Regions from separate parts of the Gossypium hirsutum genome. Here region 1 is linked to region 2. A link is a contact called in public Hi-C data. All regions are on one chromosome and are shown on one strand. The core of a region is the stretch at or near the end of the contact, and the rest is flanking DNA. Distances in the headings are between cores, read along the strand shown. Region 1 holds the start of LOC107909879 (nudix hydrolase 18, mitochondrial). Region 2 holds the start of LOC107909878.

The links. Hi-C and Micro-C count contacts between places; a contact is called where the count stands out from the background.
Region 1: a Hi-C map of leaf shows a contact between it and region 2, with 1.6 times the contacts expected there. The contact joins the promoter of LOC107909879 here to the promoter of LOC107909878 in region 2. A contact is called at or near these places in 3 of 34 Hi-C or Micro-C datasets (hypocotyl and leaf).

Annotation. Positions count from the first base shown.
Region 1 is chrD02:52,593,804-52,600,899 of Gossypium_hirsutum_v2.1, forward strand. LOC107909879 (nudix hydrolase 18, mitochondrial) reads left to right here and starts at 1,728. Exons shown (of 5, transcript XM_016837579.2): 1 at 1,728-2,487; 2 at 2,769-2,874; 3 at 2,981-3,064; 4 at 3,162-3,290; 5 at 3,392-3,893. The coding sequence starts at 2,414. The coding sequence ends at 3,547.
Region 2 is chrD02:52,428,436-52,436,172 of Gossypium_hirsutum_v2.1, forward strand. It overlaps LOC107909878, which reads right to left and starts at 1,375. Exons shown (of 1, transcript XM_016837578.2): 1 at 597-1,375. The coding sequence starts at 1,273. The coding sequence ends at 956.

The DNA.
Region 1 (7,096 bases), core at 478-2,977, 170 kb after region 2:
AAAGTACCCTGAGAAATCCAGACAAAAGAATAAAAAACAAAAGACAAGAAGAAAAAGCAGGACGTGCTACAATAAGCAAAGAAAATTCACTTATTTGGAAAATTAAATTCAATATATTAAAAGAAAGAAATTTTTAAAATTAAGTTAAAAAGGAAATTAAGATAACAACATAATATATGCTCTATACTTACATAAAACTTATAATTGAATTGAGTTGAAAATGCCAAAAACAACTTTATTCAATTATAGCCCACAGAAATATAAAATTTTAAATATTTTAATTATTTTCTTTAAAATTGAAAGGTTTTTTTGGTTGACCTTAAAATTGTAAGTTATTTCATATGCATGATAATATACATACTTATCTATATATACAAACTAACTTAATTTTTAAACCCATCACTCATCCTTTCAATTTTTTTCTTTTATAATTATGTTTTTACATCATATTTTTATAATATATGAGGTGATCATAAATTCAACCCTTAATGATTAAAATTTAATATTTTCTACTAAAGTCAATAAAAAATAAAGTTTAATAAAATATATTTTATATTGAGAAGTAATTTTATATTAATTAATTACGAAAAAATATGTTTATATTAATTATATTATGAAAAAAAAAGTTACATTAAGGACGTAATGAAAGAAAAAAATGGAGAAAAATCATAAATTCTATCAATAAAAGTATCCATGTAATGTTATATGTTGCGGACATATAACCGCTCCCTAAATGAAAATAGCTATAAGTTGTTAATGTATATACTTTATAGCCGTCAATCTTAGTTTTGTATTATTAGAAATATAAAAAGGGTTATTTAAAATTAAATAATATTGAACTTTAATAAAAACATTTATATTGAAAATATTTATAAGTAATGTGTTAACCAAAAATATAATCCTCTAATAACAATTTAATAAATACATATAAGCACTCATTAATTGAACTCTAGTCTTATTTGGAAAGTTGATATAATTATTTTTTGTATAAGTAATCACTGAATTGAATGTAATTAAAACAATCGTATTATGTTTGTACATAATTTTATTTTTTAAATTAATTTTTATAGTATTTTAATTTTAGGATATATATTTTATTTTTAAATATAATTATATGTTATACTGCTTAAATAATAGCAAAATCTTATTGACGAGATAATTTCTTATACATTTGGAGCTACTAAATAATTAACTAAATTACATAGTATTTATTATAAATTATTTATACTATTTTTTATGAAATTATATATATTATTTATTATTAATTATTTATACTTGATTAAGGACCAATTGATCACAATGAGTATATGTTTAATGTTAAAAAGAGAATAACACAAAAAATATTGAATGTTAGAGTAATTAAATAAAATTGCATTAGAATATTTATTTTCTTATTAATTTTATTAGTAATCGTATTACAGAATAATTTTTTGGACTAACATATTATATAAGATGATTTGATTTTAAATTTTGTACTTGCTTATAGAATTTGTGGCTAAGTATTAGCTCACCATTTCTATAATAAATAATATTTTCTAAAATTTATATTATATAGTTGTATAATTATAATTTGTATTACATAAATAAGATTATTTTAATTTTTTAAACCCAAAATTTAACTTTAATAATAACATATACAAAAATTGAAAATAAAAAATCCAAGATGTACAATCTTATCTATACACGTAAACTGCGGCATAAAACCCAGATAAGACCAAATAAGAAGCATACACAGCCGTTTTCCACTTTTTGCTTTTTCTCAAAGAAAAACAGCCAACATGCATAGCCGATGATCGCACACGTGAGCGAGATGCTTGATAAAGAAAGTCAATTCCTTTCTACATCAGATCAACCGTGTACGTGCTGGCTACAACACCTTATAAAAACTCTCTCTTTTCTTTTTTCTAATAAAATAATATTAAACAAATAAAACTCTAAACCCTTGTTAACGAAACGGCACCGAAGCTTATAGAAGGAGACGCGTCTTAACACCTACCCTTTTTTCGAATTACAAACATCATTTTCATCATCTACTACTACTATTATGCAGTAACTTTGTGTTTAATTAATTAATTTTGTTTACTCTCTCTCTCTCTCCCCTTCTTTTCTATAAATACCCAATTCCATGTCCTTACAATTTCAGCTTCTCTCTCAATTTTCTTTCTTTTTTTGTTGCCTTTTTACCTGTAAATATACTCCAATTTTACGATAATCAGTTTCTTTATACTCCGAAGAAGCCTCTCTCCCAGGATTGTTTCTATAATTTACAAAAGAAAAAATAATAATAACTGGTTAATTTCGTCAGGGGCTAAGCTTGTTTGCTTCCATAAATTGTTCTATTTACTTCTTTCAATTTATTGGTTCTGGGTATTCTTGGTTCTTGTTCGATCGTTTATTTTCAATTTGTTTGAGGATGGTTTGCATGGTTTCTCGCACTGGAAGGCACTTGCAGCGATACGATAACCTAGGCCGCCGCCAAGTTGTCGGGTGAGTATTTTCATGATGAAGAGAGTTTGATTTGCTTCATCCTTTTTTTTTATTTATTCTCATCTAGAGAAATTTTATTTGTTCCATTATCTTTAATTTTTCTGGGTTCCTGTTGAAAATTTTGTTCTTTTCTGAATTGGGGCCTGACATTTTTGGTCAGAAATTTCATGCTAGGAGCCTTGGACTGTTTCCATTTTATTGTATAAAGAGAAAAAAAAACAAATCTTTTTTCTTGGGATGAATGATGGCAAAACTCATTTCTTCAATTTCGACGATTGCAGTTGCATTCCCTATAGATACAAATCTAGCAGTGATGGAACCATGACTGATGACTTGGAGGTACTTGTGATCTCCTCCCAGAAATGTCAAAAAATGATGTTTCCCAAGGTATAAAGATTCAGTAATGTTTCAAAAAAGTTAATTAAAACTCTTGTTTACTCTGTCAAATCATGCATTAATAATTATTGTGGTGGTGTTTGGTATTAATTCTCAGGGTGGCTGGGAGCTTGATGAATCTAGAGAAGAAGCTGCATTAAGAGAGTCACTTGAAGAAGCTGGTGTTCTAGGCAATGTTGAGGTTACTATTTAATTCAACTGTTCATTAATCATTGTTTAAGAATCCCAACGTTTCTCGAACTGAAATTCTTATTAATATTTATATACTTTTAAAACAGTGTGAACTGGGGAAGTGGGACTTCATAAGCAAAAGCCATGGCACATTTTATGAAGGTTATATGTTCCCTTTGCTAGTGAAAGAAGAACTTGATTTCTGGCCTGAGCAAAATCTGAGACAAAGGACATGGGTAAAGCTTTTGTTACTGTTCTTCACTTCTTCCATTGAACACTTGAAAATGACTTCCGAGTTTCAGTTCATTGATTTGCTTTTTCGTTTTATTGTGTTCAGATGAATGTTAAAGAAGCCAGGGATGTGTGCCAGCATTGGTGGATGAAGGAAGCTTTAGACATATTGGTTGAAAGACTCAACTCATTAAAGCAGCAAAATGAACAAAATTATCCCAACATCTGCTCTGATTTAGTGGCAAAGATTAGTAGTTTGTAAAATATGGGGGGCATTTTTCCGAGGCTGTTTAGATTTGAATCTTCTGTTGAAAACAAAGGAGGATCAGCAACCAGCAGTGCTTATGGCCAATTATGTTGGCTACCAAATACAGTCACTCACAGCTGGGTAAAATGTTAGGAAAATAACTGTAATTTTTTGGATGTTGGGTTGCACTGCTAGTTGCAGCTTCTTAGGAAGCACTTAATATGAGAAATTAGTGGGAAAAAAGGGAGGGAAGAACCCTAAATGAAGAGATTTTGTATCAAGTTGTATATTTGGCCGTTGAAGTTTAATCTACTTGAATGTAAATCAGTTATCAATTATAATATCTTTGAAAATTCAATAATTTAATCGCACAAATCTTTGAAATTTTTGAGTACAAAAAGAAGAAAACTGGACTAATTAAATCGCACAAATCTCAAGGCTGGTACAAGTTCAATAATTTTCAAGCATTTAAGGCACCACTTGGGGGAGCACGTTCTAACCATGTGAGGTCCCCAATTGCTTGGCTTTTGAAAGAGAAATCGCTTTCATTTCAGAATTAGCTGAGTGGAACCTTATCTTATTTATGTGACGTTTGGTTTTAATATGCCCAGAATTGCTTGGCTTTTGAAAGAGAATCGCTTTCATTCCGGAAGTTCCAAAACTAAGAAGGCATCAAGGCCAAAACGTCATCTCTCAAGACAACCAACATGCTCGTCTTTCATTGGAAGGCGATACCATCACAAGGACCCCCTAAGAAGACACCAATAGCCACTTCAGAAATTTGGATGGAACTTGAAGGGGATAGACACCAAACCTTCTCAAGTAGAGGCAGCCACTGGATTTGAGTTACATGGTCCCTCCATACTGTAGCATCCAAGGAAATAGTAGAAAGTTGGGGAGTGTACACACTGGAGGACCCGTTTAAATTCATAGTTGGAATCCAATCGGATTGGTCAGATGGAATTGAAATCAGTTGGTATACATATTAGAATAAAGAGGTTGAATTGGTTGGACCATGAACCACTCTAAACTGGTTGGACCAAGTTTTATATTTTTTAGTATATATTTGTTTTACTTTTTAAAATTTTATGAATTTTTTAATAATTTATTTAATTGAACTCAACTAATGGTCGAATCGGTTGGACAACGAACGGTGGCTTGACTGGTTCAACAATTGTTCCGATTCCAAAAACCATTTTAATGCATTCTAGGATGGGCTGAAACTCATTAAATTAATTTCACCAAAGCTGTCAATTTCAAAGTTTAAAAGATCAATTGTCTTGCAACGAATTTTTGGGTGAGATTTAGATACTTATAGGTTGAGATGTCTCATATGGATGAAAAATTAGTCTCTTAACTTTGAAATGCAATTTGAAGTATCTTATTTTGACTTCAAAAGCTCAAGATATGATCATTTTGGTAAAAACTACGCTAGCAGAATTTTTTGGACATGATTAAAGTGGCACTACACTAAAACAGGCTTTTAGCGGCGCTTGGACAAAAAACACCACTAAAAATCAAGCATTAGCGACGCTTTTACAAAAACGCCGCTAAAGATCGAGCATTAGCGGCGCATTTTTAAAAACGCAGCTAAGAATAAGCATTAGTGGCATTTTCCAAAAAGCGCCGCAAAAAACCTATGCCCAACGCCGAGTTTTTGGGGTATTTAGCGGCGTTTTTCAGAAGCGCCGCTAAACTCGGGCCTTTAGCGGCATTTTTCAGAAGCGCCGCTAATGCTCAAGCCTTTAGCGGCGTTTTTTTAAAAGCGCCTCTAATGCTCGGGCCTTTAGCGGCGTTTTTTCAAAAGCGCTAATGGTGGACTTTAGCGGCGTTTTTGAAAAAGTGCCGCTAATAATAAAATCTAAAACCATTTCAATTATCTCATTCTTTGATATCTTCTCAAGTAATGTTTCAATTATATTCTTTTATTATAAGTTGAAAAAATTAATATTTCGTTGTATTTATTATATATTGGTCAAATTTACATTTAAATGATAACAATTAATATTGTTTAACACAAAATGTTTTTATTAAAGAGAAGTCCTAACTCCTAACTATTTATTTTTATTTTTCAATCACAGTTTAGTACTAGAAAAATATATTAAATTATGAGTAAAATAAAATATCATAAAACTTAAATTGTTGTGTTGTAAAGAATAAAAAATAGAATAAATTTTTATAAGAATAATAAATTTTGATAGTTCGACTAAATAATCAAAGAAAGTAATATAAAACACCAAATATCATGATAAATAATATTATATATTGATAATTTTATTACCAAAAATAATTTTATATTTAGTTAATCAAACATAAACACAAGAATGACCTAATAGTACCTACTGATCAAGAGTAAGAATTGAAAATGAATGAAAAGGGACAAATGAGGTTGTTACTTGGTCTAATACCAACTAGAAATTAATACTAGGTTTTTTAGGCTGAGAAAGGGTTATAGGAAAATATTATAAATATTGAAATTCGAATAAAATTTATTAAATATTGAATTTTAGAAAATAATTAAGTGAAGTTGGGATTCAATTTAGCTAGTAGAGTCGGTGGGGTTAGTTGGACGATTTGCTCCCGAAAAGAAAAAGTTGTTTGTTTTTTCTTGATAATAAAAAGTGTTAGCTGGGTCTCGAGTCTAGAGCCGAAGTTGCTTCGGGCGGTATAGTGGTAGTGGTGGACAAGTAGGTCTAATTTATCTGAATAGCCCAATTGCAAAAGAAAGCAAATATCTTATATTTGTAATCATTAATCGAATTACGTTGGGTACTTCGTTAGGGTGGGTGAGCGGCGAGTGCTGAGGTCCAAGGTTGGGAAAACAAAATGAGCAGAGCAGGGTAGGGTTTGAATTTGGATTTGGGTCGGGTTAGTGGATAATGATGAATAAATATCATCATAATGTTTATTATTTTAGGATTACAGTTTTGAGTTCAGGGTTTAGGGTTTAAGTTTAGGGCTTGGGGATTGGGGTTTAAGGTTTAGAGTTTACATTTTAGTGTTAATATGAGGTTAGTGTTTACAGCTTATAAGATAATGATCAAATTTACTGTTTTGGGGCTTGATATTTATGGTTTACGGTTTAGCGTTAATGATTTGACTGTTACAATGCATGGTTTAGAGTTTAAGGTTTAGGTGTTACCATTTTAAGGTTTATGGATTAGGTGTTACCACTGCCCAATTTTAAAAACTTTTCCAACTTCAAGCTCGTTTTACCTGAATCACCTATATCATTGTTTAAAAACAATAAAAAATATAAATCTAAGCCTAACCATATTTTGGACTAGGTGGGTTGTATGGGTAGTGAACATTTCTAATTATCATTTAAAGAGTAAATAACATATATTTTTTTAAATATTGAAAGGTTTTATATTTTTCATGATTTAAAATTTTAAAATGAATTTTAAAAGATTTTAAATTTTTTTAAAAATTTTAAAAAGATTTTAAACTTTTATTTTTATAATATTTATATACTTTTAAAGAGAAGACTAAATTAATAAAAAAAATACAAACATTAAAGACTACAAAATTATTTTATCATTTTCTAATTGCTACATTGATAAT
Region 2 (7,737 bases), core at 125-2,624:
CTAACAGTTAATTTTTAGTGTTAGTTTTAATAGTTTTGGTCAATTTAATATTTTATTGCACCTTTTTGTTTATACCTAATAGGTAGCCATAGGTGACAGTTTTTGGCCGCTTAAAGAATTATACCACTAAATGACATGGAATGCAATCGTTGCAGAGATATGATTTGAATATCCTAAAACCTTCATCAACTGGAACTTCCCTTGGCATTGCCAAGAGTAGCTGCTTTTTGCACTGTTATTGCAGTGGAGCAAAGATAATGGATGATGAGTCTATTGAAACAAGGTGTTTCCATCTAACTGAGATTTTGAAGCTTCGGTCATCTAAGGAGACCACTGCTTGAGACCAATTTCTTATGTTACAAGTCATAGAACTGCAGTCTTTTAGGTCTTTTATATTTGTGGGCTGATTTTTTCATCTATGTTCTTGTGACCTGTATATATCTTATATAGGTTGTACAATTTCCTCCACGTATGCAAATTTTCACTGCGTTTTTACCTGCAGCTGATATTTGGTGCCAACCACTCATTATATCATAGTTATGGTGTTATCCCTGCTATCCTTCTATCTTTGCAGGCAATGTGTAGTGAAAATGATATTAATAAAAGAAGTTTCGATAAATAGGAAACTGGGGCGTCAAAAGCCAGATACGTGATTTGCTACAATCAAACTAGAGAAGGAAACAGAGGAAGCTGGTTTAATCTATACAAGAAGCTTTTAGATATTAATGGAAGAAAAACTATTATGAACAGGGCAAAAGAAGAAGAAGCCGAAGAGAAGAAAGAGAAAAGGTTTTCTCCATAAACATGTTGGAGGATACCTACTGCAGATAGAACAAAGATCCAGAAACTGGCAGGGAGAAAAAAAAAACTTGAAACAAGACTAATCCTAAAAACCTGCTGCCATGAGAGTAACCATTTCTCTTTCTTCTCTTCTACAGGTGTATTATGGTAGCTCCTATGAATTCCCAACTGATATGGGTCTTTCAGCTAATCCTAGAGGGGATCGGGACCGTTGCCTGGTAATCTCTCGGAGAACCCTTCTCATATCTGGCTGCTGCAGTGATGGATGCTTGATCTTCTCAAACTCTTGCTTTATCTTCATGACTTGGCTATGAATTGGTACACCTTTATATTCATCCTCATCTCTTATAACTGCGTTGTTGTTGCTGCTGCTGCTGCTGCTGATCTTCTTTTGCTCCATATTCTCAACTTCTAAAGCTAAGCTCAAACCTGATTGAAAAATTGCTAATCCTTCACACCAAAGGCCTTGCATACCTGTTTTGTGGATAGTTTTAAGGGTTTATATATATGGTGGGAATAATGAAAAAGACACGATTTCTTCATGAATAGTGAGGAAACGGAAGCTGGTAGGCAAAGTGCGTGTAAATTTCTCCACTTGTACTTATTTAGAAGAGTTTTAAGATGACTCCTTTGAAAGCTTGTTTTGAATATCCAAGATTGCCCCTCTTAAGTAATTGGACCGTCTTCTGTTTGAATTTTGATGGAAATAATTGATATTGATGTCTCCTGTTCATATTGTTTAATATATGTCTTTCACATAGTAATAATTCCTGCTATATTGATTTAAACGTATTAATGTATCCATGACATTTATATTCTTTTTTCCTTACCGGATAATTATTTCGTGTCTGAAATTGGCAGTGTAATATAAATAGGATAGGTGGCTGGAGTTGCCCAACTGTTTATTTGACTTTGCTTATTTGACTGGTTTGTAATTTTTTATTTTTAAAAAAATAATTGTTTAAAGGTTTTCATATATTCAACATAGAAAAAATTGTATGTACCCAAAAACGGTGGGGGAATGCTGCAATTAAAAATCTTTGGACCGGATCAACTCTTAATAAAGAAGTAAATATCATGGTACTCGTTAGGAAAGTTATTTCCCAAATATTTTTTGGAACTTTCCTCAGCTTTAATTGGTCAACTTGGAAAAAGCAAGGAAATTTTTTTCAAAATATAATGTTTCTTCCTCATAAGCACTCTAGAAAGTTAGGTGAGTGGCAATAATCTCTAACCTGTGGTTGAGAATTTGATCTTTGTTTTAAATATGGAATTATAGTTAATATCTACCTCTTTTAAGTTTATTATATAACATATTATTGAAAAAAATGTTTTAAAAATCAGGAGTATATATCTTTTTCCCATTGGCTATTGTAACAATTGTACACCTTGGAAAAGGTAACCTACTACCTTGCATAGAGATACCATAAGCACCTAAAAAGATCTAAGGTATCCATAATTGACAATCAACTTAGCATAATTATTTTCAAATTCATAGTCTTTGTAATGACAGAATTTAGATTAAACATTAGTATTTTCACTGAATATGCCAAGAAAATAGTTTTTAATAATCATCTTTTAAAAAAATTCATTTAATAATCTTTTCTATTTTTATATGATTATTCACCGGGTTGAAATTCAACTTTAAGTTGAAATAATTGATACCCAATACCGTAATTTTGTTTTCTTATTCTTATTTCTATGCCAATCGTGTGTTTAACGTTTAGATGGAGTGGAATGAGAATTTTCATGAAATCTCCTATATTGAATTTAAACGTTGTGATCACATGATTAATTTCAAGTATATATATATTTTAATTAAAACTTAACAACAACAAAAAAAATAATAAAAGCACCAATTCAATTATAGCATGTGTAAAATTGATATTGATGGCAAATATATATTATAAAAGTATAGAGATGCTGCCATTTGGTCAAAAATCTTTGCTCTAAAATATTAATGTGGAGTAAACACATTATACCTGTTACTTACAACCACGAATTTAAATAGCAACAATTACATTTATAATTACGTTACATTCCTAACTTCAAGTTCAAGTTCCCCAATCAATCATTAGATGTTGATTTTCCCTTAATGTAATTAAAACAAAAGTAAAGTCATATTTTGTTTTTGGGTCCTCAAATTGCATCTTAGTAATAAGATTTAACCTTCGATTGTGCTTGCTTTAATCATTGGATATATTATGGAGGCCGTTAGCTTAAGATCTTTGGTTATTAGTTGTAAAGTTCACTCTTTTGTAAAGTTTATCAGATCAACTTCAACTTTCAATTGCTAAATTTTTTCACTAATCATTTTGATTTAACTGATTTTATGTTTGGACTTTCCAGGATATTAACAATCTAATGCCAAACATACATTTTCTTTTTTTTCAAGTTGTTTCTTGAGTACTATCCTTCCACGTGGTTGCCTTTTTTGGTTTTATCCCTCTTGAATATCATCTAGATTCATTTCTTCTATGTCATCTAGATGTAATGAATGTAATGAAAGTCTTGGTGATGAATTCCAAGTCTCCCACATGCTTTTGATTTCTTCTATAATATGATATGGAAAATCTTCTATCTCCATTTCGGCTATTTTTTTTAATAGTCGTACAGATTCTTCATCTCTATCATTCTGGATGCTTTCAGTTTCATATGCCAATATTCTTCTTTCATCAGTCTAGAGTTTATAAATTTCTTCCTGAAGTAAATATTAGTCTTTTGTCATCAAATCTATCCCTCTTTGGGTTTGGTAATAAGTGAGATCTTTGTAATACTTGTCAATGTTTTTTGTTAAGTGTTCTTTGTCTTCTTTGACTGCTGATAATTTGGGGCTTCCAATCATTCTTTGAATAATCCAAATTTGATAGATAAACTTTTTTCTTTTTCAACAATACCAATAAGGCTGCTTATTTCAATATGAAAATAATAATAAAAGTCATCATTATTTATTTATATTTAATAATATAGACTTAATAGATGCAGGAAAATCTTTTAAGAGATGAAAAGAAAACTTTTGAACTACTATTTCTTTAGTAAAACCCCATTCAATACTACTTATATCAGATGGTTCATGATCCAGTCTAAATTTTATAGTAGAAATTTTTTCATCTAAATCATTAGTAAAAATATAAGCTTGTAAAAAAAAATTCTAAAAAAGCTTTTTGAAATTGAGCTTGCTATTTGCAAATAGCTCCATTTATTTTTGTAAAAATTTATATTGGTAAAATTTTTCTAGCTTTATTATATAAACATAGTCTAAACATTTTATTCATAATAAGACTATTTTTTCCTTTATTAATAAAATACTGAAATATATCAAGAAGATTGTTTATTTCCTTAATATCTATATACTCTATTTTAAGCTCATTCCAATCTTATATAAAATAGATTTTAATAATAAACCATCAGCTTCATTTTCTTTAGTTGTTTTTTCAACTAAAAATTGTGAAAACTTAGTAAGAGCTCTTCTAAAATTGGCTCTTTGTTCAGAAATATAAGTTTTCCATATTTCATTAATAAAATTATATAATTCTAATGATAATCCTAGATTGTAAAAATATTTTATTTTAGCAATTTGTTGTTGTTTCAACAAATTTTCTGCTCCCTTTATCATTTCAGCATAACTAGCTTGGAATGCTGAATTTGGATCTTTGAACCAATGTAATTGACTTGCCTTATTTGATGATAAATGAGTTCCAACTGGTTGTCTTACCATTGGATATGACACATAACATCATTGATTAGGATAAAAAGGTGCTTGTACAGGTATAGACACAAATCCTTGATTAGAATTTGTTGTTTTCCCTTTGTTGGGTCTTTTATGGACAGTTGTCCACTCACCAACTTTTTCTAGAGGTTTTTTACCTCTATCTATAAGGCCTGCTAAGATAATCAACAATAATATTATCAGTTCATTTTACATATAAAACTTCAAAATTAAAAGTACATAATTCATTGTACCATCTGATTCTCCTTGATACAGTTTCCAAACTTTTGTTAGTAAGGAATTGTTTAACTGTCTGAATATTAGTTTTTATTATAAAATTTTCAGGTGCTAAATATATAATAAAATTTTTTATTCCTTTTTTTATTGCTAGTAATTATTTTTTCATATATTACATAATTAATCTCATTTGGTTTAAATTTTCTTGAATTATATCCACATATTAATTCTTCATTATTTATTGTTTTAGCTTTTAAAAGACATCCCAATGTTTTTGTGATGCATTTGTTTCTAAAATTAATTTATCACATTGTTTAGGTAAATAAACTTTTGGACTATGATTTATTTTAGATTTTAGGTTTTGTATAATTTTGGAGTCTTTTTTAGACCAATGAAAAGGTTTATCCTTTTTTAATTTTTCATATAACTTACTTATTTTTTCAGATAAGTTAGGAAAGAAGTTCCTTCCATAATTAATAATTCCTAAAAATTGTTGAAGTTGCTTTTTATCTTCAATATTTTCAGGATTTTTTTTTATTTTTACTATAATATGATATTGTAGTTTAATGCCATCTGCAGATAATTTTAATCCTAAAAATTTTGTTTTTGTTTTTTCTAGCTCTAATTTCTTAGGGCTTAATATGATTCCATGTTTTATGAATCCTTGAGAAATAATATTTAAATGTTTTCTATGTTTTTCTAATGTATGTGAAAATATCAAAATATCATCTATATAGACTACACAAAATTTTTTATATTTATTGAATATAGAATCCATCCATCTTTGGAAGATTTATGGTGCATTACATAATCCAAATGGCATTACTCTCCATTGATAATGTCCATTAAGAGCACTAAAAGCTGTTAAAGGTTTAGATTTTTCGGTTAGCATGATTTGCCAAAATCCTGGTTTACAATCAAATTTACTAAAATATTTTGTTTGTTTAGCTTGATTAATTAAAACATTCTTTCTTGGAATAAAATATCCATCAAAATTTATATTTTGATTTAATCCTTCATAACAAATAACCATTCTAGCTTTTCCTCTTTTTATTTCAGCATAGTTTCTGACCATAAAAGCTGGACTAGAATGTGACTATTAGTTTTTTCTATTAATCCTTTTTCTAATAATTCATTAATTTGTATATCAAATTCATCTATATCTTGTTTAGTATAGATCATTGGTTTAACTCTAATAATTTTATTGGGATTTTCCAATTTAATTTCACAATATCTAGGACTATTTTGCCATAATTTTAATGGTTCTTCACTAAAATTATCTTTTAAAATTTTAAACAACCAATGATTTGTTTCTAGTTGTTTAATCTGTTCTTTTCTTGGTGGTGTAAAATTTTTACCACACACAAATTTATGATTTTCTACTAATGGTATTTCACCAGAATATTTTTCTACATATAACATAATTAAATTTTTATCAATAGAAAATGGTAAATGTTGGTATATAAAATTATTTCCTAATAATATAACTCCATGCATTGCAGGAAAACATAAAATTTTTGGTATTACAAATCTTGCATTATTTATGTATATTGATATGTTTCTAGCTTTATATTGGATTATGGTTTCATTACCATCTATTCCTATTATTTTTATTGGATGTTTCATAGGTTCCCATTTTTCTACAGGAATTACATTTTTCTATAACTACTAGTTGTAGCTCATGTATCTAATAAAGCATGCAAAGAATATGTTTTATATTCTCTAAATTGAAATGTAATTTCAATATATGTGTAATATTTCCTGGATTGGAAATTTGAAAATGTAATTACATCATTTGTTCCAATTTTCATTTGTTGAATAATTGTTGAAGTTTGTATTTCTTCCATTCTAGTGTTTCTAGAATTTCTACTTGATTCTGTAGGAAAAATAGGAATATGAACTATTTTCATTCCTATTGGTGTAGAACTTGTACTTATATTTTCCTCTTCTTCCTCTATTGGAGTATTTGAGGGTAAAATTAAGTATAATTTATTTCTAGACGACATGTATTCTAAAGTACTTACAGGTTTAGAAGTACTTGCACTACTTATTTTTTCTATCATCCAGTCTTTTGGTATTGATAGATCTTTTAAATGTAATAATTTTGGTTGTATTTTGGTAGTAAATTTATTAGGTTCAAAGAGCTCAATAATTTTATTATTAATCTATTTTATTTCTACTTATGTTGTATTTGTATATTCATTAATAGAAGTCCAACTTATTGGTAGATCTTTTGCTAAATCATTAATTTCAGAATTTTTTATTTGAATTCTTAAACATAAACACTCTTATATTAGAGGATCTGTAATAGATATAAAGTAATTTAGTTTAACTTTAAATCCTATTACACCTCTATGTAAGTTTGATTGAATTTCTCCAATAAGCGCTTTTATTAGATTTTCAAATCTTTTATCTAACAGAATTGCTATTATATGTATATCATGACCTTTTCTAAATAAAGCTCTAATAGTTATCAATGTAATATATCTAACTTGAGGATATTTCTTTTTAATCCTCTTTATTTTGTCTTTAGTAAATAATGAGATTTCTGTTAATCCTCCTCTAGTATCTTTTGCTACTGTATTACCACTTATTTTTTTCTATATGTCATTGACTCAATATTTTGAATTTAGATATTTTATATATTTCTTCTTTAGAAATATGATTTTTATTTATTTTTTCTATCATTTCATCAGAAAAGTCTTTTTCTTCTCTAATTAAATTTCTTAATTTTATATCTTGCTGTTCATTTTTAGGAATTTCTTCTAATTGATTACTAGAACTACTTCCTATATTAAACATAAATATATTTTCTTCTTCTTCTGTATCAGAATCCGTTTCTGATATTAATTCATATAATATTTCTTCAGGATTTATTTTCTTTTCAAACAAATTTCTAAGCCTTGTTCTTCAAGTGTTTTAACCATTTTCTTTGCACTTTTTCCTTTATTAGGACAATTTGGTGCTATTTGACCTTATTCATCACATAT